Regions from separate parts of the Sus scrofa genome. Here regions 1, 2 and 4 are each linked to region 3. Evidence: chromatin contacts called from public HiChIP or PLAC-seq data. All regions are on one chromosome and are shown on one strand. The core of a region is the stretch at or near the end of the contact, and the rest is flanking DNA. Distances in the headings are between cores, read along the strand shown.

The links. HiChIP or PLAC-seq counts read pairs in DNA pulled down with a chosen protein or histone mark.
Region 1: an H3K27ac HiChIP or PLAC-seq map of alveolar macrophages shows a contact between it and region 3. The contact joins the promoter of ACSL4 here to the enhancer-like site in region 3. A contact is called at or near these places in 1 of 5 promoter capture datasets (liver), 14 of 47 Hi-C or Micro-C datasets (alveolar macrophages, blood, embryonic fibroblasts and 6 more) and 2 of 2 datasets of contacts at active chromatin or transcription factors (alveolar macrophages and skeletal muscle).
Region 2: a contact with region 3 is called in an H3K27ac HiChIP or PLAC-seq map of alveolar macrophages. The contact joins two enhancer-like sites. A contact is called at or near these places in 1 of 5 promoter capture datasets (liver), 18 of 47 Hi-C or Micro-C datasets (alveolar macrophages, blood, embryonic fibroblasts and 11 more) and 2 of 2 datasets of contacts at active chromatin or transcription factors (alveolar macrophages and skeletal muscle).
Region 4: an H3K27ac HiChIP or PLAC-seq map of alveolar macrophages shows a contact between it and region 3. The contact joins two enhancer-like sites. A contact is called at or near these places in 6 of 47 Hi-C or Micro-C datasets (blood, epiblast stem cells, liver and 2 more) and 2 of 2 datasets of contacts at active chromatin or transcription factors (alveolar macrophages and skeletal muscle).

What each region holds. Positions count from the first base shown.
Region 1 is chrX:89,836,040-89,841,843 of Sscrofa11.1, forward strand. ACSL4 (acyl-CoA synthetase long-chain family member 4) reads right to left here and starts at 1,569. Exons shown (of 16, transcript NM_001038694.1): 1 at 1,499-1,569.
Region 2 is chrX:89,777,431-89,783,002 of Sscrofa11.1, forward strand. It overlaps ACSL4 (acyl-CoA synthetase long-chain family member 4), which reads right to left. Exons shown (of 16, transcript NM_001038694.1): 10 at 4,506-4,645; 11 at 3,588-3,760; 12 at 523-597. Among named protein-coding and RNA genes, the nearest start is that of KCNE5, 37 kb to the left of the region's middle. Within about 2 kb of position 2,846, at least 2 of the 83 cell types and tissues checked have an H3K27ac peak or open chromatin away from gene starts, as enhancers often do. A contact at or near this core is called in alveolar macrophages, where this site is marked.
Region 3 is chrX:89,994,917-90,000,716 of Sscrofa11.1, forward strand. No RefSeq gene overlaps it. Among named protein-coding and RNA genes, the nearest start is that of TMEM164, 110 kb to the right of the region's middle. Within about 2 kb of position 2,220, at least 6 of the 83 cell types and tissues checked have an H3K27ac peak or open chromatin away from gene starts, as enhancers often do. A contact at or near this core is called in alveolar macrophages and retroperitoneal adipose tissue, where this site is marked.
Region 4 is chrX:89,802,386-89,808,137 of Sscrofa11.1, forward strand. It overlaps ACSL4 (acyl-CoA synthetase long-chain family member 4), which reads right to left. Exons shown (of 16, transcript NM_001038694.1): 2 at 3,837-3,889. Among named protein-coding and RNA genes, the nearest start is that of ACSL4, 32 kb to the right of the region's middle. Within about 2 kb of position 3,461, at least 3 of the 83 cell types and tissues checked have an H3K27ac peak or open chromatin away from gene starts, as enhancers often do. A contact at or near this core is called in alveolar macrophages, where this site is marked.

The DNA of each region.
Region 1 (5,804 bases), core at 319-2,818, 160 kb before region 3:
GGGGAACCAATGTAATCAAGATTTCCATTGTTGCGTAAACCTTCCGTGGATTTGTAAGGGTCAAATCACTTCTCCTACCAGAACAATAAGGTACTTCATTCTATGTTGCCAGTAGACCAACAGTTTAATGTTTCATCCTCCACCTGAATGGCAGAGAGAGTGTTAATTCTTAGAGGAGTCTTACAGGTCTCACCTTTTAGCGGGTTTCATCGCTATTTTACAATTCAAGGAAGAGGCCTTAGACTATTAAAATCTTTGATATGCTCATTGACAGTACAGACATTGAATCTCCCCTTACAGCCTTCTGTACCAATAACAGTTAAAACTATTAGTCAGAGGCAATACAAAAGAAAAACTAAAGTGACAAGCAACTACCAAGACACGAGGATTTCATCAGGTTCAATCTCTGTTATGCAGCAACATGTTACTAAGAGCGAATTTAGAGGTCCTAAAATCAGAACCCAAGAAGGAACCCTCATTCCAACATCCTCATTTTTGTAAATGAGGAAACTGAGGCGCTGATTAAACCATTAACCAATGAAGCAGATGGCTTGCTTTTTCAAAGAGATTCATTTAAATGCCATTTCGTCCTTATTCTCCATCTCCCCGTTGTTTCTCAGAGCGATGATTGATTTTTTTTTTTTTTAAGGTGAAGAGCGATTTAGGGCAAAGTCATTTCAAGAGGGTGAAAAAAAAATGCCTTTTGAAGGAGGAGATGCTGGAGTCAAGAGGAGAAATGACGTCTTATTTAAAATATGTAACCCCTTAATGGGGGTTAGGCAATGAATCATATTCTCCTCGATTTTCCTCTGTGCGATAGACATCACCCACAGTTCTTTCTGTAGGGCCCTCGAATGAGAGGAAGAGGAAGTGAATAAAGCTAATGTTAAATATACAGCACCCACGGAGGACAGGGATGTAGATAGGTAGAACAGGAAAAAATAAGAGCCCGCTTCTGCTAGAAACCAGCCGTTTTCTAACACACCTAAAGATCCGGAAGCTGAGAGGATATCGGAACCTAGGGCATCCCTCAAATTCAAAGGGCGGATGCTTCCAGGGCCAGAGAGACCCCCTAGCTCCCAGACAGACAGCGACTGGAAGGGGACAAAATGGAGCTGAGGTCCAGGGGCGCCCTAAAGGTCGTTTGGAGGTCTGGCGAGTCGCTGATGTGCTCCTTCGGAAAGGGTCACGGCAAAGCCTAGCACCCCGATCAGGAAGATGCTTTTGCCCCTCGAAGGGCAGCGATCGGCAGGTAGAGGCAAGCCAGGGTCTCGAGGACCCCAGACCTCAGCAAAGGAGATGATACCGGGACTTAGGGATCTTCCCGGACGAGGGGGGCGGGCTCAAGAAGCAAGCCAGCGGATTCCGGGAACAGGAACGTCCCCTCAACCTCTTCTGGGCTCAGGTGTGGGACGGTGGCACGGCCAGAGCGGGGGCCCCGCCACAGCCAGAGGACAGAGGTGCCGGGGCCGGAGCCTCGCGGGCTGCAGTTACTCACCAGAGGCGCTGCCCACGGCGTCTTCGCAGCCGGCAGGCGCTGGGCACTCGGGAAGCTGGCGGAAAGGAGCCGCGTGCCCGCTAGCGCTGGTTCGAGGAGGGGCGCGCCGCGGAGGCCGGAGAAAAAGCCGCAGCGGCGCGCGCGCACCCGGAGGGCCGGCGGAGGCGGGGCGAGGCGCGGCGAGGCGCGGGCCCGGAAAAGACGCGCCCGGAGGGGCGGGCGGAGCGGGGGCGCGCGGTGGTGTGGCACAGCCGGCCGAATCGCGGGCGACGGCCCGCTCGGCCCACCCACGCTCCCGCCTCCGCTCGCCCCGACGTCAGCCGAAAAGGAGGAGCCCCGAGCTGGTCGCTAGCGGCTGCCGGGGGGAGATGGAGGGGGGCGATGGAGGGGGGTGCGGCGGGGGAGCCGAGCCGGCTAACGGCTCTGCCGCGGGGTCCAGCTCCTGTCCCGAGGCAACGTGATGGAGCGTGTTTTCGGGAGGTTCGGGCGCCTATCTGATTTCAGCGAGGTGCGGAACGGGCCCACGCCCGCACCTGCGCTCGCTTCTTAGGGCTCCACCCTGTAATGAAAGTTGCCCTCGGGTCATCTTCCAGCCTGCCCTCTCAAGATAAGCATCTTCGGACTTGACTGTTCTCCCTTCGGCGAGAGATCTTAACCTTCTTTGCCTAAGACACCCTGCTCCTCCGAGCCCGCGCTCACGCCTGTCTTCGCTTTATCTCGCCTCTCACTGCGTTGAGACCCCTGCCGTCACCCCCGTTTATGAAATATCACAAGAATGCAGGCTTTTCACTTTATGCCTTGCATTTCCACGGTGGTGTAATGGCCAAAGAGCTCACAACTGATAAGGACAAGTCACCGCAGCACTGTGGCATCTTACTGGCCCTGATCGTTGCTTCTGAGCCAGTCCTGCAAATACAGTTCCCAAGACCTTCAAGAAATTGTTGTTAAAAATAAAATGCTGGCGAACTGTCTTGGGACTTCAAAAGGGGCAGACCATAATTGCAAAGGAGCCACGACCAACTGCCAAGAATGTATCACCGCAAGAAAGAAAACGCCAGTATTCTTCCAGTTCCTTGATACATAATGGAGGACTAGCTTCCTCTTCTTGCTGGGAATGGACATGTCATTTCATTTGCTATTTTCCATTTTCCCATAGAATTACTGGAGGTAACAACATACGTGTGTTTGCATGTGTGGGGGGTGGATAGACCACCTCAGATTACAGGCTAGACTTATTCTTTGATACCTGGATCTGAGTGGGGCTGTGAAGTCTGAATCTTCACTAAGCATCTCAGGTGACACTATAGGTGGTTGGAGGCCCACAACTGGAGAGCATAAATCTACAGCCTTTATATGTTACTTCTTTGAGTGGGATTACTCATCCCATTTCCAACAGGCCCACCCATTTATATATAATATGCCTATGAACATTGCTGTGGCAGACATATAACTTCCTTTATCGAGAGTGACCTAGAAAGTTCAGGACTTCAAACAAGTTTAATTGTCATGTTTATTTTATGAGATCGTGTGGTAGTACCAGAAATAAGTAATCATTTGTCAGCTCTGTAATTCACGGAGTACCTACAGTGCACAGAGCCCTGTCATGTACAGCAGGGTTAATACAAATGAAATCAAGAAAATGATCATCCCCGCTCTCAACAGACTTGGTGTCTAGCGGTGGAATTAAAACACAGACACAGGCGGGGCCGTCATGGCTCAGCAGAAACGAATCTGACTAGCATCAGAGGACGCAGGTTTGATCAACTGGCCTCGCTCAGTGGGTTAAGGATCCGGGCATTGCCTTGAGCTGTGGTGTAGGTTGCAGATTCGGCTAGGATCCTGCCTTTCCGTGGCTGTGGTATAGGCTGGCAGCTGCAGCTTCCAATTTGACCCCTAGCCTGGGAACCTCCCTATGCCATGGGTGTGGCCCTAAAAAAAAAAAATGACAGAAATAAATAAATAAATAAATAAATAAATAAATAAATAAAACACAGACACAGAACAGACCCAGTGTAGCACATAAATCAGACTAAGATGAGAAAGAACATGTAATAAAAGAGTACTTTGGTCCATTTTTCTTTACTAGCAGTCATTTAGCCCAGACCTTCTCAATTAGGTAGTTTCCTCTGAACACTGAGTCAGTGCTGGATTATTAAAGTTCCTCCAGCTTTACAAGGTATAAAGGAAAGAGCCTAAGGCTCTCAGTTTTTGTTTGTATGTATGAATAGGTCTACATACATACCTATGTATAAGCATGTGTATAAATATAAAGAGATATTTATCAGACCAAGAAACTAGTTGAATTTTCACCATTTTTATCACTTAGGATGCTGTTATTCTGGCTACCTCTCGCACCCACCATAACTCACCTTTTCCTCTCCAGTTAACTACACCCAGGGTGAAGAGGCTAGAAGAGCCCATCTCCGAAAAGGAAACCAAGTGTCTCCACACTATTTCTAGCTGCTCTTTTTTCACTTTTTCAGGGTCAAAACAAACCTTGCTTAATCTCTTGTTGCCAGAAACCCTCCAGAACGACTACCCAGGAGCCAAACATTTCCCCAGCCAGCTGTCTGACATTTCAGAAAGAACATTTGCACCATTGTTTACTAGTCAGGAAGGCAGGGGATTATTATCACTATTTCACAGATAGAGAAACAGATGCAGGTAAAACAACTTGTCTAGGCATACGACTAACTAGTAGCAGAGCCTGGATTTCCTACCACAGTCCTCCTGACTCCTAGACCAGGGTGCCTGCCACTACATCAGGCTTCCTAGGTAATAAAGCCTTCCCAGAACTACAAGTCTGATCCAAAATAGAAGAGAGAAACATATGAAGATGCAGAAGAGTTAGGAAAATGTACAGGGCAACTGCCCAATTCAAAATACAACATAAAGAGCACTGGAAGCATGGAAATTAAACTGAAAGCAAACAGAATTTTTCAGGGCAGCTCTATTAGCAGGTACTGATATTTAGGCCTTGCCCATTTTACTCTCCTGTAACAAGAAGCCGAAACAGATAGCCAGGCTGCTCTTGGCATTAGTTATTTATGGAAGGGCAGAAAACAACTGTTCTTCATTGACTGTGTAACAAGCCTTTGCATGTTAAACATACTTCACATGTTTGTAAAATAATAATTTCCCCCTTGGTCCAACTGCAAGCAGCAAGACTTTATAATAATATTTGCATAGGCAAGTGATGTTATGCTTTGTCATTCATAAGACCTTATTTTTTTTTCAGACCCAATAACCAAGCCAAATATTGTCTTCAATGGCGTGTCTGAAACAACTGGTGAAATCAGAAACCTAGACAAAAGATGATCTCACTGTGAACATAAATAATAACCTAAGCTACTCCTTTCAAAAATGGTCAAAGCCATAGTAGCTAGATTTAATATCATTCTTGGAGAAATGACTTTTTTCAGATAACTATTTCTTTTCATTCCAGTATATTTCTCTGTCCTTTAAATTAGTTGAAAAACTGAAAGAAATGAAATGACATCTAAAGAGTCTGAATGGGAAGACACAGTAAACACTGGATTCTTCCCAAGTTCATCCATAAAATCAGTGTGGTCTAAATCAAAATCCCAACAGGGTTTTAATGAAACTTGACTTCCTTGTCTCTCATTAACTCATTCTTTATCTTTTAAAAAACAAATTCCTGGAGTTCCCGTCTTGGCGCAACGGAAACAAATCCAACTAGTAACCATGAGTTTGCAGGTTCGATCCCTGGCCCCGCTCAGTGGGTTAAGGATCCAGCGTTGCCATGAGCTGTGATGTAGCTTGCAGAGGCAGCTCTGATCTCGGGTTGCTGTGGCTGTTTCGTAGGCCAGCAGCTGTAGCTGGATTTGACCCCTAACCTAGGAACTTCTATATGCCATGGGTGTGGCCCTAAAAAGACAAAAAAAAAAATTCTTATCCCCTCTAAATAAAATCTTGGAGTTCCCTGGTGGTTCAGTGGGTTAAGGATCCAGTGTTGCCACTACTGTAGCTCAGGTTACTGCTGTGGCATGGGTTCAACCTCTGTCCCATGGAACTGCCACCTGCCACAGAGCACAGCCAAAAATTAGTTAATTAATTAATTAATTAAAATCCTCCACGGTATCCTTGCAAATTAATTTAGCAACCTTCCTAAAAATATTCCTATTATCCATAAGGCCTGAAGCAAGTGAAATGGGCAGTGGTAGTCATCAAATCTGCAAAAATGTTACCTTTGTATATTTTTGCCCATTTTCTGTAGTGATTCAGGCACAGTAATGTTAGGGGGAAAGGTCATCGACTATCATAAGTCACCTTAAATCTCTCTTTT
Region 2 (5,572 bases), core at 1,596-4,095, 220 kb before region 3:
ATTGATTAAACTATACGAATAGCTAGACAATTGATTAAACTATACGAATAGATGGACAGTTGATTCTCAACCATAAAATGTTTGCTGGGGTCAAGAGCTAAGAAGTCAGGGTGTGTGTGTATGGGAAGGAGAGAGAGAGAGAGATTAGTCATTCTGTCCCCCGAAAATCTGGGACTTCACTTCCCAGACCAAACCTCCTCACTGGGAAATCTGAGCTTCAAAGGATAGGATGTATATCCTTCTCCAAACGCAGGCAATGCCCCACTAAGAATTTTTTTCCTTTTCACCATCAAGTATTCCCAAATTCAGAATCATCATGCCTCGATTCTAAAGACGTTCTTTTCCTTTTAGGAACCTAATGATGTTCCAATGAAAAAAGAAAGCACAAGGAACAAGCAACAGCAAAGATGTGCTTGCTACCGCAGACAACCTAACACGTTCAAAAAAAAAAAAGTAAGTCTAGAGGCTCACAGTGCTTTTTAGCATATCTAGAAACACTAGAGCTTGACATAAAATGCTTACCTTCTTGCCAGTCTTTTAGCTTAATTTCACAGCAAATAAGAGGGGCTCCAACTCTGCCAGTGGTATAGTCAGTAACTACAGGGAGAAGAGCAACAAAGATATCAGTTAGTATATCATGTTTCAGACCTGCACGAGGGCGTTAACAGGAATCCTGGAGTTAGAGCCAGATTCTGAAAGATGACAAAAGAAGAGGCCATAGAGAGAGGAGTGCAAAGCGTGATCGTTTTTCAATAGTCAGCTTCATTTGAACAGTGCAATTGCTTCCAATGTTGGTACATCATTTTGGCTTCTCACGGCTATATTTTGGATAATTAAGCACAAAAATCTCTGTCAAAGGAAGAGAGCTGGATCCACCGTTCTCTACCTAGGATTCTGGTAAGACAGATTTCGATTGGAATTCCTCTGCTACAACTCATTGGCTGGACAAGTTACTTAATTTCTCTAAGCCTCCATTTCCTAATCTAGCTAAATGGGGGTAATAACAGAACCAATTTCTTTTAGGGGCATGCTGTGAGGGCTAAATGAGATCATCTGTGGACAGTGCTTAATACTTCTTGGCAAAAACAAAGTGTTCCATAAATGTTAGTGGCTGTTACTGTTTACAATAGCCAAAACAAGGAAACAACCTAAATGCCCATCAACAGAGGAGTGGATCAAGAAGATGTGGTACATATACACAATGGAATATGACTCAGCCATTAAAAAGAACGAAATACCAGCATTTATAGCAACATGGATGAACCTAGAAACGATCATGCTAAGTGAAGTCAGTCAGACAATGAGACACCAACATCACATGCTTTCACTGACACGTGGAATCTGAAAAAAGGACAGACTGAACTTCTTTGCAGAACAGATGCTGACTCACAGACATTGAAAAACTTATGGTCTCTGGAGGAGACAGTTTGGGGGGGTGGAGGGATGTGCTTGGGCTGTGGGATGGAAATCCTGTGAAATCAGATTGTGATGATCATTATACAACTACAGATGTGATAAATTCATTTGAGTAATAAAAATTAAAAAAAATGTTAGTGGCTGTTATCAAACAGGACAATGGTGCTGATATCATCCTTTTGTAGTTTGTGGTGATTGCCAGCAATGAGCAAATATCTACGGACAACCTATTCTGTACCTAGCATTACATTAAACATTGTGAGGAAAACACATTAAAGGTAAGGAGACACTGCCCTCCATGAGCTGGAAAGAAACAACCTGGAGAGAAAAGTATGTGCAATAATTTAGAGCACATTTAAATTCTAACCTGCATGGTACTGCTGGTGAGCACAGTAGCCCCTTAAAGACTAGAAAGAACAATGTAAAATGAAATAGCTGAGAAAGACCTAATTGAAGAGTTGCACACAAGAAGATGGCCGTGATTGGACAGCCAAAAGGACCTTCCAAAAGAAAGAAACAGAAAATGCAAGAGCAGAGTTCCCCTTATGGCACAGTGGTTAACGAATCCGACTAGGAACCATGAGGTTGCAGGTTCGATCCCTGGCCTTGCTCAGTGGGTTGAGGATTCGGCGTTGCCATGAGCTGTGGTGTGGGTTGCAGACGAGGCTCGGATCCCGCATTGCTGGGGCTCTGGCGTAGGCCAGTGACTACAGCTCCGATTCGACCCCTAGCCTGGGAACCTCCCTATGCCACGGGAGCGGCCCTAGAATAAGGCAAAAAGACAAAAAAAAAAAAAAAAAAAAAAAAAGAAAAAGGAAAAAGAAAGAAAGAAAATACAAGAGCAAGAAGATTGGCTTGTCTGGAGAGAAGAACCCAGCTGTGTACACAGGAGGGAAATTATGAAGAACAGACACAATGGTGCCAGGTTAGAGACCTCTTGAAAGCTAGGTTCATCAGGTATGGAGCCGTGTTTGAGGTGGCTGTTGTCTAAGAGAAGAATACAGGATGAATCCTAAGTGACATCGATGAATCCTAAGCAGTTGAAAGGCTGTTACCTCAGAGCAGTGTGAAGTAGTAAAATGTCAGATGCCAAAGGTGGCAGGCAGGGGAGGGAGAAAGCCAACGAAAAAATGGGAGGATCTGATGAAAGTTAAAGCTATTAAAAAATCAGATGACTTCAAAGTCAATGCCTTGAATGACTTGAGGAATGGTAATAACACTGTCACAAACAATTTGGCAATGGAGAGACGGTTTTTGGATAATGGCCTTGACTTTGTACATGAGGTTAAAGTAAAAGTGAGATGATGAAATGAAAATTACTTTATACCCCACTGTTTCACAATCCAGGGTGATTTGCCCTTGAGGACATATTTGGCAATGTCTGGAGATATATTTCATTGCCACATTATCTAGCTGCTATCTTGTGGCTAAGCATCCTACAGTGTGCCAGAAAGACCCAACAATCAAGGATTATCTGGCTCAAAATTTCAAGAGTGTCAGCATTGAGAAACCCTGCTATAGACTGTTGAAAACAACAGAAGAGAAAGCAAACAAGAACTTAGGGCAGGAATATAGATTTGAGAAGGAGGACAAAAGTGATACTTTATTCTAAGAGTTCAGTTCTCCACAGAAGTGATCACTTAGAGAAGATTAAAAGACCAGGGTGACAGAACTCTGAGGACTGACAATTTGGCATAAATATTTACGAGGCTTAAAAATAAAAAGTACACGGAGTTCCCATTGTGGCTCAGTGGAAATGAATCTGACTAGGATCCATGAGGACGCAGGTTCGATCTCGGGCCTCGCTCAGTGGGTTAAGGATCTGGCATTGCCGTGAACTGCAGTGTAGGTCACAGACATGGCTCGGATCCTGCGTTGCTATGGCTGTGGTGTAGGCCAACAGTCACAGCTCCGATTCAACCCCTAACTTGGGAACCTCCATATGCCGCAGATGCGGCCCTAAAAAAAATAAATAAATAAAAAAGCAAAAAATAAAAAATAAAAGGTACACACAATCAAGTAAACATTTCCAAAACTAAAACTACGCAGATTTGCATTGACTCTGATGTAACTTAAGAGGTAGAAAGTTACCATGGTTCCCAAAGGCAAAGCAAATTGGCTTTGCCAGTAGCAACTAATATAGAAGTATTTGCCCTGTTAAAAATGCTTACCTTCAGTAACCGTGCCAGCGCCACACGATTCTGTCAATCCATAGCCTTGACCAACCGGGCAGCAGAAGCAGACATTCATGAATCGGTGTGTCTGCGGAGACAGGGGTGCTCCACCAGACAGCATCATACGGACATTCCCTCCTAGCAAAGCCTTCACCTTTTTAAACAGTAGCCTTGATAAAAGGGGGGGGAAATAAATGATTTGAATATATGCATAGATTATTTTTGGTGACATACTAATTTACAGGCTCTGGAAAAGATTTCTCAACTTGGGTCAAACATCTACACTTTAGGACCATTGCGATAATGAGAGGTTAACAAAGAGACCACTAGTAACACCTTAGGAGAAAAGTCAGGAAAACTCTTAAAAATGCAAAAAGAAAAATGCCGTGTTGGGAAACTACTTTGACACACAGGAGATGAAAGAAAATGATGATGTCAATGGAAAAACTGTAGTTATCCTTGGAACATTTAGTCATCTATCTTATTTCCCATCCAATGAAAACACTTCCCCATCCTGACTCTCCAGCACCACATTTAAAATAACTTATATTCATACCCCTAATATGTTATTTTGTGACTACAATAAGTCAGAAAGCTTTGTGCAAAATAAATCTTGAAAAATCACTTTTTAAAACTCAATTGTCTTGACACAAGAGTCCGTTGTAGTTTTTCTTCATGAGACCAAATTTTTTAATTAAATTTTTAAAACATTCTCAATTATTAAAATGTGTTAAATTGCCAAGATCAGAGTTCAAGGTCCTGTGCCTGCTACACAAGCAATGAGGCTTAGAAGTGAAAAAAAGAGAAATTCAACGCTGGTGGTAATTACCTTGCCATGTGCTTATTCATCTTCCAAATGTAAAAACACGAAAAGATCTAAAGGCTCAAACTATAGAATCTATAAGATATACTTACAGATTGCAAAGTGGGGCATCATATCCCTTTTTGATCTGTTCCAATTTGTAATCATACCCTATCTTGAACAGAGTTTTCTGAATATAATTCATCTCTTGGACTTTGCTCATAACATTCTTATAAATTCTATCCATGATTTCCTAAAAGGTAAGAAGCAACATATTAAATAATCAGAAAGGAACCGCACCAACACTGAGACGGTCTTTAGTTGAAAATACCCTGTTTATAATATCTTAGGTAAAAGTCTTTAGTATAATGGAGATATTTACTTTATTATATCATTAATTTCCCTTAAAAATACTAAGGACAAACACAGAGGCTTCTTCAGTTCTGTACACTAAAAACATTAACTAGAGTGTAAAAAATTCATTCATCTGTCATATAAAGATAACTTTTTATTTTTTTATTTTATTTATTTTTATTTTTTTGTCTTTTTGCCATGTCTTGGGCCGCGGGGAGGTTCCCAGGCTAGGGGTCGAATCAGAGCAGTAGCCACCGGCCTACACCACAGCCACAGCAACACAGGATCCGAGCTGCGTCTGCAGCCTACACCACAGCTCATGGCAACGCCAGATCCTTAACCCACTGAGCCACGATGGGAACTCCCTAAAAATTCTTTTCTCTCAAATATTTTCAGTTATTCTCAAATAGAACCAAGCATTCAACTGTGTTAATCTAATCCTGATGGTTTTTTACTACTACCTTGTAACTCTTACAGCATGGCAGAGTTTTACAGATTCTTAAAATTCTTTTGTCCCTATAATTTAGTCATTTCTATTCCATTTTAAAAGAAGCTAAGATAACAAAAAATAGGATTCTTGCTCACAGCTCCTTGGAAAATTAGATGTAGGACTAGGTTTGGGATATACTGACTCCCAAGCTAATATATACAAAACAGAAAAAAAAACTAAATAAACAAAGCAAAACAGCCCTGACCATGACTAAATGTTTTCTTGGCATTGCTTAGCACAAATTAACAAGATTTGTTAAGTATAGCATACCTATTTATAAATAGCTAGTTTTAAATATTTAAAATAGCAATTAATGTAAACTCAGTTGTGTTACAA
Region 3 (5,800 bases), core at 970-3,469:
AAAAGCCCTGGATGAGGGCTGGGAAATGAGCAAGAAGAAAGAAACTGAGCCCAGAGTCCCCCTACTTTCTCCCATCCTGACTCCCTTCTCCCCTTTCCGTCCCCTCAGCCCCGGCCAGCCTGGGAGACTAAGCCTGAATCAGCCAGAGGGGGAGGGGGAGGGAACTCCAGGGCCAGCAGGACTGGCGGAGTAGGATAGGGTTCTCTGTCCTCTCTTTCAAGGCCACGTGTCCACCGCCCTGTACTGTTGGGAGGGGTTGGGGGATCCTGCAAGGAGAGTCGAGAGCAGCTGCAGGAGGCAGTGGTTGAACGGGATTCCCCCTTCATTCTCCTTCATCTGTTGGCAGCTGGTCCTTGTCACCGCCCACCCTGCCAGGCTCCAGGCCCTGGGCCTGCCATGCAGGACAAATGGAGCAGGAAACGGGCATCCTCCAGGGTGACAGTTGCTAGGTGGCAGGCGTATGTGGTTAGTCGTACATACATATCAAAGAGGCTCTCCGCCTCTTTCTTCTGCTCCAGGGTAGAAAAAATTTTATTGCTGTTTGGAAGATTTCCATCACCTTAGAGGTAAAGGAGGCATGAGTTTCGATCTCCGTTTGATTAACAGTAAAGATAATACTGATAACAATAAAATAGCTGCCGCTGGTTGAGGCACTGCGACGTGGCAGGCACTGAACCCGCCTTATCTCGGTTAATCCTCACAGTACGAGCAGTAGAGACAGAAGCCCTGAAGTCAAGCTAACTTGAGTCTGAGTCTTAGCCCTGCCGCCTGGTGGCTCAAGCCACTAAGAAATATGAAATAAACATGAATGAATTAACCATTCAAGCGACATTACCAATTCATCTCAATGATGACTACGATGTGTATTTGTCTTACACACACACACACACACGAACACACACACGACAGTACTTTGAAGAAGCGTTATTATTACCCTCATCTTATAGATGAGGAAATTGACGTCACCTGAGGAATTGGTACAAGTTTACCAACTTGTACAGTTGCCAAGTGGCAGAACCTAAGTTCGAAACCAGTTGGCAGTACAGAGATCCTGCTGGGATGGTGGAAAAGTTCTGGAAATGGCTCCTCATGATTGTTGCACAGCATTGCAAATATGCTTAATGTCACTGAATTGTATACTTGCAAATGGTTAAAATAGCAAATTTTTTTTTAACCTTTTAGGGCCACACCCACAGCATATGGAAGTTCCCAGGCTAGGGGTCCATTGTGAGCTGCAGCTGCCAGCCTACCCCACAGCCACAGCAACCCCAGATCCGAGCCACGTCTGTGACCAACACCACAGCTCACCGCAAAGCTGGATCCTTAACCCACTGAGTAAAGCCAGGGATAGAACCCGCGTCCTCATGGATACTAGTCAGGTTCGTCACCGCTGAGCCACAACGGGAACTCCCTAAAATAGCAAATTTTATATTGTGTACATTTTATCACACATTAGGATAAAAACAGTTGTCAGAAGCGGGGATCTTAACCACTGCGTTATATATACTGCCTCTCAAGGAATATTAATTGAGTGCCTCTTGTTCATAAAGCCTCCAGTGTCACAGAACAAGCCCTAGATTTTTGATCAAAAGACCTCTGTTCAAATACCACATCTGCTTCTTGCTCATCGTCATGTCATCAGCAAGGGGTTGAGACTCGTCAGGGTTCTCAGGTGCAAAAGGGAACCATGTTCTGGGCAAGTCTCTCTCCAAGGGTTCCCATCAGTTGCAGACACATAGGTCCTGGTGACATTGCTGATTGACCTTGGTGGGGGAGGGGGCCCAGGCAGCTTTGAGCCCCAATGAGGAGGTCAGTTAAGGTTACCCATTCTTTCTTTCATCAAAGTGCAATGTGGCCACTGCTGGGTGGGAACATCTAAAAGGAAGTGAGACAGCTGCTGAGAGGGGAACTTGAGAAGAGCCTCCTTGGAAAGGGGAAGGAAGACGAGTTCATATTGAGATAGAACGTTTTCGGTGGGTGGAGGGCAGTAAACATAGATAAAGCCAGTGTTTTCACACACCGAGGGAAAACAAACCCACACCACAAGCAATCTTGGGAGCTACTCTTCCTGCAGAAGCAGATCACTCTTTTACCCAAGTTTCTTTGGAAAGGAAGCCCAAGTCCCCTTCATCCTCTTTGGACCCGCTATAGCTTTGCGCTGCAATCAATGGAGCAAAGAAATACTCAATGCTAGCCAAGTCCCCAGATACACCATGATGCTGTAAGAGGGGGTGACACAACAGGAAATCCACCCTCCTTCTCACTTCCTGGACCACAACCTCCACACCCTAAATTTCCCTAAAACTGTCACTAGAATTTCCAGGATGGAGAAATATGACCAGCGGCTGCTGCCCTTTATTGGAAAGTCAGACCTCATCAGAGGCTGCACAGCCAGAGAAAACCTTTGTGTCTTCATGGTTTGAAGCCCATTACACACGTTCTTTTTTTTTTTTTTTTTTTTTTTGGTCTTTTTTTTGTCTTTTTGACTTTTCTAGGGCCGCTCCCGTGGCATAGAGAGGTTCCCAGGCTAGGGGTCGAATCGGGGCTATAGCCACCGGCCGACACCAGAGTCACAGCAACGCAGGATCCGAGATGCGACTGTGACCTACACCACAGCTCACAGCAACACCAGATCCTTAACCCACTGAGCAAGGCCAGGGATCGAACCCGCAACCTCATGGTTCCTGGTCGGATTCGTTAACCACTGAGCCACAACGGGAACTCCTACACACGTTCTTAATAAGAACAATTCGGAGTGCCAGGCTACCCACCCATGGACATTTATCCTGGGGGGTAGAACGTGCAGAACATCTTGTCAGGGCACAAGGCAGAGCAAGTCCGCTACCCCCTCCACACAGGACAGAGAGTCCTATTACAGCCTGGAGGGAAAGTACAGGACGCGTTGTTATTCACCCCACCCTGGTCCCATTAACTAGGCTTAGTCTGTCCATTGGAATATAAGTGTTAACAGCCCAGCTGGGGTACTGGATGCTCCCTTTCTTTCTTTTTCTTTTTTTCTCTTTTTTTAGAGCTGTACCCGTGGCATATGGAGGTTCCCAGGCTAAGGGCTGCATTGGAGCTGCAGCTGCCGGTCTACACCACAGTCACAGCAACGCGGGACCCGAGCCACATCTGTGACCCATGCTGCAGCTTGTGGCAACGCCAGATCCTTAATCTGCTGAGCAGGGCCAGGCATCAAACCCTCATCCTCAGGGACACTAGGTTCTTTACCCTCTGAGCCACAATGGGAAGTGCAACCTGAGTTCTTATTTGCCTCTTTCAGCTCCACTGCAGCAATCTTATTGGCACCCACCTTAGTTCTCTATGACCAGATTGACTCAACAGGTTGGCTCCTGCTTCCACCCCCCATTTTGGCCAGGTCCCCCCATCTGGATGTCGGCAAGCGCTCTCAAATTCTCTTAGTTTCCCCACAGCCTCACACACTCACCTTCTGCCCATCCCCTTAGACAGAGCTGACCTGCTCCCTAAGGCTGGAGATGCCAGAGACCACCTAGTCCCCACTCAGAAGCACTGCTTATACTCTCCGCTCGCCACCATTGGGGCCACCACCTCAGATTAACAAGGGAACCCACTAGACTCAGACTTCTCAAGGAGTTCCTGTGGTGGTTCAGTGGTTAACGAATCCGACTAGGAACAATGAGGTTGTGGGTTCGATCCCTGGCCTTGCTCAGTGGGTTAAGGATCCGGCATTACTGTGGCTCTGGCGTACAGCAGCTACAGCTGTGATTAGACCCCTAGCCTGGGAACCTCCATATGCCGCGTGTGTGGCCCTAAAAAGACAAAAGACAAAAAAAAAAAAAATCCCAGACTTCTCAGATGCTATTATGACTGGAAACACTGGGTTCTAAAAGTTCTAAGGGAACACTGCATAAATCATATTCAGGGAGTTCCCTCATGGCACAGTGGGGTTAAGGATCTGGTTGTTGTCACTACTGTGGCTCTGGTTACTGCTGTGGCACAGGTTTGATCCTTGGCCTGGGGACTTCCATGTGCTGTAGGTGCTACCAAAAAAATATATATCTATATACATACACACACACACACACACACACACACACACACACATACACACTATATATATATATATTCTTTGTCTCCTTATTGACAGAAAGGCCATACGGTAAGACCTTTTTTAGCAAACAGAAAATATATTGGAATTTTGGTTGTACGATGTGGCCTAGGCTAGAATTTTTCAGATTTCCAAACTGCTCAAAGAAACATTCTGTGGCTCCACCTGTTAAGACATAATCAAGTCTGTGGGAAACAGAGTTAGTGTGGCTTCCTGAAGCACTAGGTACCCCCAGTGGGGCAAAATGAACTGGCAGCCCAATTCTTCAAAGTCTCAAATTATCAATGTGCAGTGAATTACCCAGATCAGCTGAGCCCAGGCGCTCCTGGGAGCTAACAGATTTTATCTGGATGTGAAGGCTGTCCCACATCGGCTGGGCACATCAGGTCCTGCCATGGGGGCCCAGGGGAAGATGCAACTTATGTACTTGGCTGCCCCCTGGTGTCCACAAGGTAGCAACAACAGCAGGCAGGACAGCTTCTGCTAGCAATGGCAGCAGGGCATAAATGTGCTAGGCCAAGGTGAAGTGAGCCTGAAATTCAGCCCGTCCTCTCCCCACCAAGCGTTATGCCCTGCAAAGGGCTGCATCCGCCAGGAGGTTGATCTTTTTCTCTACTTTGTCTGCCCGAAGGGGTCATCTTTTACTAATCCTAATTTAGAAAGCCCCATGTCGCCTGAGATCTCTCATTTCTAAAAGTACCATAGAGGCTACCACCAGCCCTACATGACGGCCATGCAGTCAGCATGTATCCAACCTATAGGAGCACCACCCCCCTTTTCTGAAAATCACTAGTCCTGTAAGACTAGCTTGGGGTATGTGTGGAACATGCTAAGGGCAGCAGAAAGTGTCCAGGTCTTGGAGTTCCCGTCGTGGAAACAAATCTGACTAGGAACCATGAGGCTGCGGGTTTGATCCCTGGCCTCACTAAGTGGGTTAAGGATCTGGCGTTGCTATGGCTGTGGCATAGGCCGGTGGCTACAGTTCCAATTAGACCCCTAGTCTAGGAACCTTCATATGCCACAGGTGCAGCCCTAGAAAAGGCAAAAAGACCAAAAAAAAAAAAAAATCTGACATAATTCGAACTTTTTATTGAAGGATAGTTGAATTATAATGTTGTGTTAATTTCTGCTATACAGCAAAGTGATTCATATACTTTTACATATATATACACACACACATATGTATATATACACACACAGTTTATTTTTTTTATTTTTTGCTTTTTAGGGCCGCACCCGCCACATATGGACATTCCCAGGCTAGGGATCGAATCAGAGCTACAGCTGCCGGCCTAGACCACAGCCACAGCAACACGGGATCCAAGCTGTGTCTGCAAACTATACCACAGCTCATGGCAATGCCGGATCTTTAACCCACTGAATAAGGCCAGGGATCAAACCCACATCCTCATGGATCCTAGTTGGGTTCGTTAATGGCTGAGGCACGAAGGGACCTCCCAACACACACTTTATTTTTTTATTTTATTATTTTTTATTATTATTATTATTATTATTTTTTTTTTTTGGTCTTTTTGCTATTTCTTGGTCTTGGGCTGCTCCCGCGGCATATGGAGATTCCCAGGCTAGGGGTCCAATTGGAGCTGTAGCCACCAGCCTACGCCAGAGCCACAGCAACGCGGGATCCGAGTCGCGTCTGCAACCTACACCACAGCTCATGGCAAAGCCGGATCCTTAACCCACTGAGCAAGG
Region 4 (5,752 bases), core at 2,211-4,710, 190 kb before region 3:
CACATAGGTGCACTATTTCCCCCACACACACACTGCACTGTTTCCTTCATCACCTGGAGAGATATTAACTCCTGAAGTCGCCATCCTGCTAGTCTCTTCCCGGCTTTCCCCAGCAAAGAAAAAGCTGCCATGCTGAATATGCCCTTTCAGGCTCTAGCAAAGGTTCCCTCCCATAAGCCAAGAACATCCCAGTATGCATCAGATAATGCTTTTTTTCTAGGTCATAGCATAGTATAATTGGGATCCTATCTATATATGTTGAAATGAGATCTAGGAGCCAATGTTGCGCCTACACACTTCACACATGTTGCACTTAATTACATATCTCTTCTTCGTTTTAAGTGATCGCAACACACTTCATTTTAAAACATGTAGCTTTCTAAAGTCAGGAGTGGGTTGGGTATCATTTAATCCAAAGCCTACGTGTAAGGAATTTTTGAAGATAAATCATGTTAGAGGTGGCACCACCTGACAAAGCAGCATGTTACAATCCAATTTGATCAGACGTCATGAAAAGGGGGAGAAAAACTAAGTCCTAGGAGCATATATTTGGGGAGGAATATAAAGGGTTCAGTGCTGTAGAAAGGGAGCAGACAGCACAATGACAATGACAATGACAATTCCAATATCTTGCAGCTGCTGCCAGAGAGGGTCTGCTACAGGACCCTGTATACAAAACCCCGCTGCTAAATTAGACAGCCCATTACGCAAGGTGTAGACTTAAATTTTGTCTGTAATGTCTTCCATTTACCGGGAGTTTCCTTCTCTATGATCTTAACAGAACTTAATCAAAACCAAGTGATTCTGAGCTAAACTTTCAAATTAGCTCACAGCTATATGTGTTTCATCTGAATGAGAAATACACAGACCCCATCTCCTGTCATCTAACCTATTTATTATGCATCTATCTCCTACCATCTTATCTTATCTAATCTTCTTATTATAATAAAACAATACAACTACAGGCTACCAACCATGAGCACCGGTTCAAAAAAAAAAAAAAAATCCAGAGTTCCCGTCGTGGTTCATTGGTTAATGAACCCGACTAGTATCCATGAAGATGCGGGTTTGATCCCTGGCCTCTCCCCGTGGGTTGAGGACCCAGTGTTGCTGTGAGCTGTGGTGTAGGTCGCAGACTCGGCTTGGATCTGGCATTGCTATGGCTGTGGCGCAGGCCTGCCTTTGTAGCTCCAATTCAACCCCTTGCCTGGGAACCTCCATATGCCTCGGGTGTGGCCCTAAAAAGACAAAAGACAAAAAAAAAAAAAAATCTGAAATCAGCAGTGATACTTCCCACAGGAATGTCTTTGTGTTCCAGGGAGAATTTTGCAACACATAGCTTTTTTGCCATGTGACCTATCCTCCGCATTAGCTGGAGGTGGGGCCAGCCTAATAGGTTAGTTCTTTGTTAACGTTATTTCCCTGTACTTCACACGGTTAAAAATTATAGGACAATGTAGTCTTAAACCATTTTTTACAAAATGGCCAAATCAGTCACTAGCATTCAGCTACCTGGCCACCATAATGTGAAATTGCATTGTGGTAGGAAACAAAACAAAACAAAACAACCTCACTCTGCTCTTTAGTATTAAATATACTTTATAACTGAGACAAATAAGAGAACGCAAAGGCTGATAACTCTGTGGAAGACTGAACTCTTACAGCCATTCCGTCAACTCTTAAATTATTTGCGTTAGTAAAGAAGAGAAAGGCACAGATATTCCAAGGACAGCAGAAAATTCAGATTGTGTTTTTATTCTTAACATTTCCTTTTGGGTGTGCCTGACATTTGAGAAATTGAAGGACTTTTAACTAAAGAAGGAAGCCACACGTGACCAAATACAAGAAGCCACGGAAAAGGACTCTTTAGTTAATGTCTCCGTGTTAGGCAAGGGGAATACTTTCCATTCTGTTCTCTCTCCACGTTCATCTGTTTACCTGGCCCATGCATGCTTCACAAATGTGAGTGAAGCAAGGGAGATAAAGGGATTAGGTTTGAAGTGTATTTCTGGGATAGCCAAGGCCAAGGCAGAGCTATGCTAACTGAAGTGGAATCTCCTAAGCATCTGTAAACTCCTATACACAACTGGCCAGATGCTCTCACTAATGCTTTTGGCAACTCCTAATCCTCCACCTTGGTGGTTTTTTTCTCTCACACATCTAGATGGGCTGAGGGCCAATTACTGTAAATTTTTATCTATCTGTGTAGGGTGTATGTGTGTGTGTGTGTGTGTGTGTGTGTGTGAGAGAGAGAGAGAGACAGAGAAAGAGCGCTAATTCTGGTCTGTTGATTAAAGCCTTTGGTCATGTTTAAGATTTTTCTGATGCAGGCTAATCAGTAGACTTTAGCACTTGGACATATAAGAACATTGAGTCTTTTTGAATTTCTTTATACTTGGAATTCAAAAATATTCATTAGCATATAAGAACTACTAGACTGTTTCAATTTCATAACCTATTATAATGAAAGCAATCCTTGGAAGACAAGAAATACAAGAGAGGCAGCATTCTATACAGGGTTTTAGTCCTGGTTCAGCAGCTTGCTGAGCTGTAGGATCTGGAATAAATTAAATAACCTCTTGGTTGTTTCCTCATCTGTAAAATGAGAAAGTTGGATTCAGATTGTAAGATATCGTGGAGCAGTAAAAGTTTTAAAAATGAAGGACAGTGAGGGCAATGACAGGTATAGACATTAAAAACAAAAAACAGGAGTTCCCATTGTAGTTCTGCAGGTTAAGAACCCTAGTATCCATGAGGATATGGGTTCAACCCCTGGCCTCACTCAGTGAGTTCAGGATCCAGCATTGCTGTGAGCTGTGGTGTAGGTTACAGATGCAGCTCAGAATATGCGTTGCTGTGCCTGTGGTTAGGCTGGCAGCTGCAGCTCTGATTTGACCCCTAGCCCGGAAACTTCCATATGCTGGAGGTGTGGCCATAAAAAGAAAAAAAAAATCCCCCAAACCTATCATTTACTACCACTATCATTTCATAAAATATAGAACATGTCAAATTCCCCAAAATTAGAAGTATATATCTTATAATAAGAAGCAATTCTTTAAATGGAAAAAAGTTGAGCTTTAAAAAATACCATGGCCTACAGTCCTTATTTTCCTCACTTCATCATAGGCCAGTAAAAACTCTTCACTGGCCAGGGTACGGGTCTCAAAGTCAATGTTTGGGAACCCCTGGACTAGGCAATTTTCAAGAGCTAAGGCTCAAACACTAAAATTCTAATTTTAGGTGCTCTGTTACATCCTTTCATTCTATATTATGGTCTAGAGTAGGTGCCTCAGTGAAGGACAGTACTATAATGCTTAGATTCTGGAAGATCAGAAATATCTTTAAATCAGTTTGAGAAATAGTACCTAGAATAAGCTTCAATTTATTGGAGAAAGTAGACACTACTACAGATTAAACTCCATCTGTTCCCTGGACACTTCCTACTAAGCTCATGTTTACAGATGAGGAAATAGAGGCAAAGGGAAGCTAAGTAGCTTGTCAAAAACCCACAGCCTATATGCCTCCATAGTCAGAACTGAAACTCCAACCTGTGACTCCATTTTTGATGATACTCAAAAGGAAAAGACTGTATTGAGATTTGAATTATCACTTCCCCTTTCATAAACGAGTGACAGATGGTTTAAATTTTAGAAGCTGCACAGAGCAAAAGGTTTTCCTATTTTAATTTCCCAAATATTGCCTTTTTAACACAAACATAAATATTGGCAGGGTTTTTCCAAAATAAAGAGGAAAGATGACTATGAGTTTGGTCACTTAATTTTCTCCAAAAGCGGACAAGATTACAAATTTAGAATTTTTAAAGGACAAATACTTACAGATTTCTTCTTTTTCTCTTAAGAAGAACCTGTCTATTGTTCGTGCTTTCAATCTGCAATAAAAGACAACATGTATGGGTACAGTGACATGAGAACAGATCTTTAAAAAGAAACTTTCGGAGTACCCGTCGTGGTGCAGTGGAAACGAAACCAACTAGGAACCATGAGGTTGCAGGTTCAACCCCTAGCCTTGCTCAGTGGGTTAAGGATTCGGCATTGCCATGAGCTGTGGCGTAGGTCGCAGATGTGGCTCAGGTCCTGCATTGCTGGGGCTGTGGCGTAGGCCGGTGGCTACAGCTCCGTTTCGACCCCTAGCCTGGGAACCTCCATATGCTGCAAGTACGGCCCTAAAAAGCAAAATAAATAAATAAATAAATAAGCAGAAGGCTGAGTAGACACTTTTCCAAAGGAGACATACAGATGGCCAAAAGGTACATGAAAAGGTGCCCAATCTCACTAATCATCAGGGAAATGCAAGTCAGAACGACAATGAGACAGCACCTCACACCTGTTAGAATGGCTGTCATCAAAAAGACAAGAGATAACAAGTGTTGGTGAGGATGTGGAGAAAAGGGAGCCCTCCCACACTGTTGGTAGGAATATAAGTTGGTAGGGCCACTATAAAACATAGCATGGCGGTTCCTCAAAAAAATTAAAAATAGAACTATCATAGGATCCAGCAATCCCGCTCCCACTTCTGCTTATACATGCAAAGGTAATGAAACAGGATATTAAAGATCTCTTCAATGCACTTGTATGTTTATTGAAGCACTATTCGCAATAGTCAAGACATGAAAACAGCCTAAGTGTCTGCCAAGGAGCGACTGGATGGAGACAATGTGATGTATATATCCAGTGGCGCATACTTGGCCACGAGAAAAAAGGAAATTCTGCTCTCTGCAACAGCATAGATGGACCCTGAGAGCATTACAGTTAGTGAGATAAGCCAGATAAAGAAAGACAAATAGGGTGTGATATCACTTATATGTGGAATCCAAAAAAGCTGAACTTAAAGAAACAGAGAGTAGAATGCTGCTTGCCAGAGACTGGTTGGGGTGGTAGAGGAATTGGGGAGATGTTGTTAAAGGGTTCAAGGTTCCACCCAGAAGATGAATAAGTTCTGGGGATCTAATGCACAGCGTAGTAATTACGGTCAACAACACTGTGTTGTACACTTGAGAATCACTAAAAGATTAGGTCTTAAATGTTCTCGGCACAAGACAGACATGATAGTTAGGTGACATGATAGAGGTGTTAGCTAATGCTAAGGTGGTAATCTGTAAAATACAAAAATATACCAAATCAACCCATTGTGTGCCTTAAGCTTATACAACGTTACATATTGATCATAGCTCAATAAAAATATATAATTAAAACTTTTAAAAATGACAAGTAGCAGGAGTCGTGATCTTAATGGTTTCATTTGTCCTTCTTAAGTCTCCCACAGTCAGGAGAGGAGCCAAGTTCAGAGACAAAGTCTGACTACAGGAGACGAGCCAACGAGACCGACTAGTCATCCCTGCCCTCCGTGCCTGCAGGAACCCAGCCATTTTCGCATGAAAACCAAAAAACGAACAATTTCCTTTAAACAATGCAAAGCTCTTTCCAAATTTGAATACAGCACTGGTTTAAGGAGAAATGAGAGGTATTTTTCATCAGTCTTGTGATGTTCTTTAAGATCTATACACTATGGAAGGTTCAGTACCTATTTTGGTCGATGCAGGAAAAAAACTACCATCTGAATACTCAAAACACTAAAATAAGATCCTTCAGTAATTCGATACTGTTTACTTACATTTCAACATCCCTGGGCATGATATTATGCTTCAATTTTATATCCATCCAGTAGTACTCAGTACTATTTGCATATTGATTATGAGAATAACATTCAAAAAATTTTTAAATCTAGACACCCC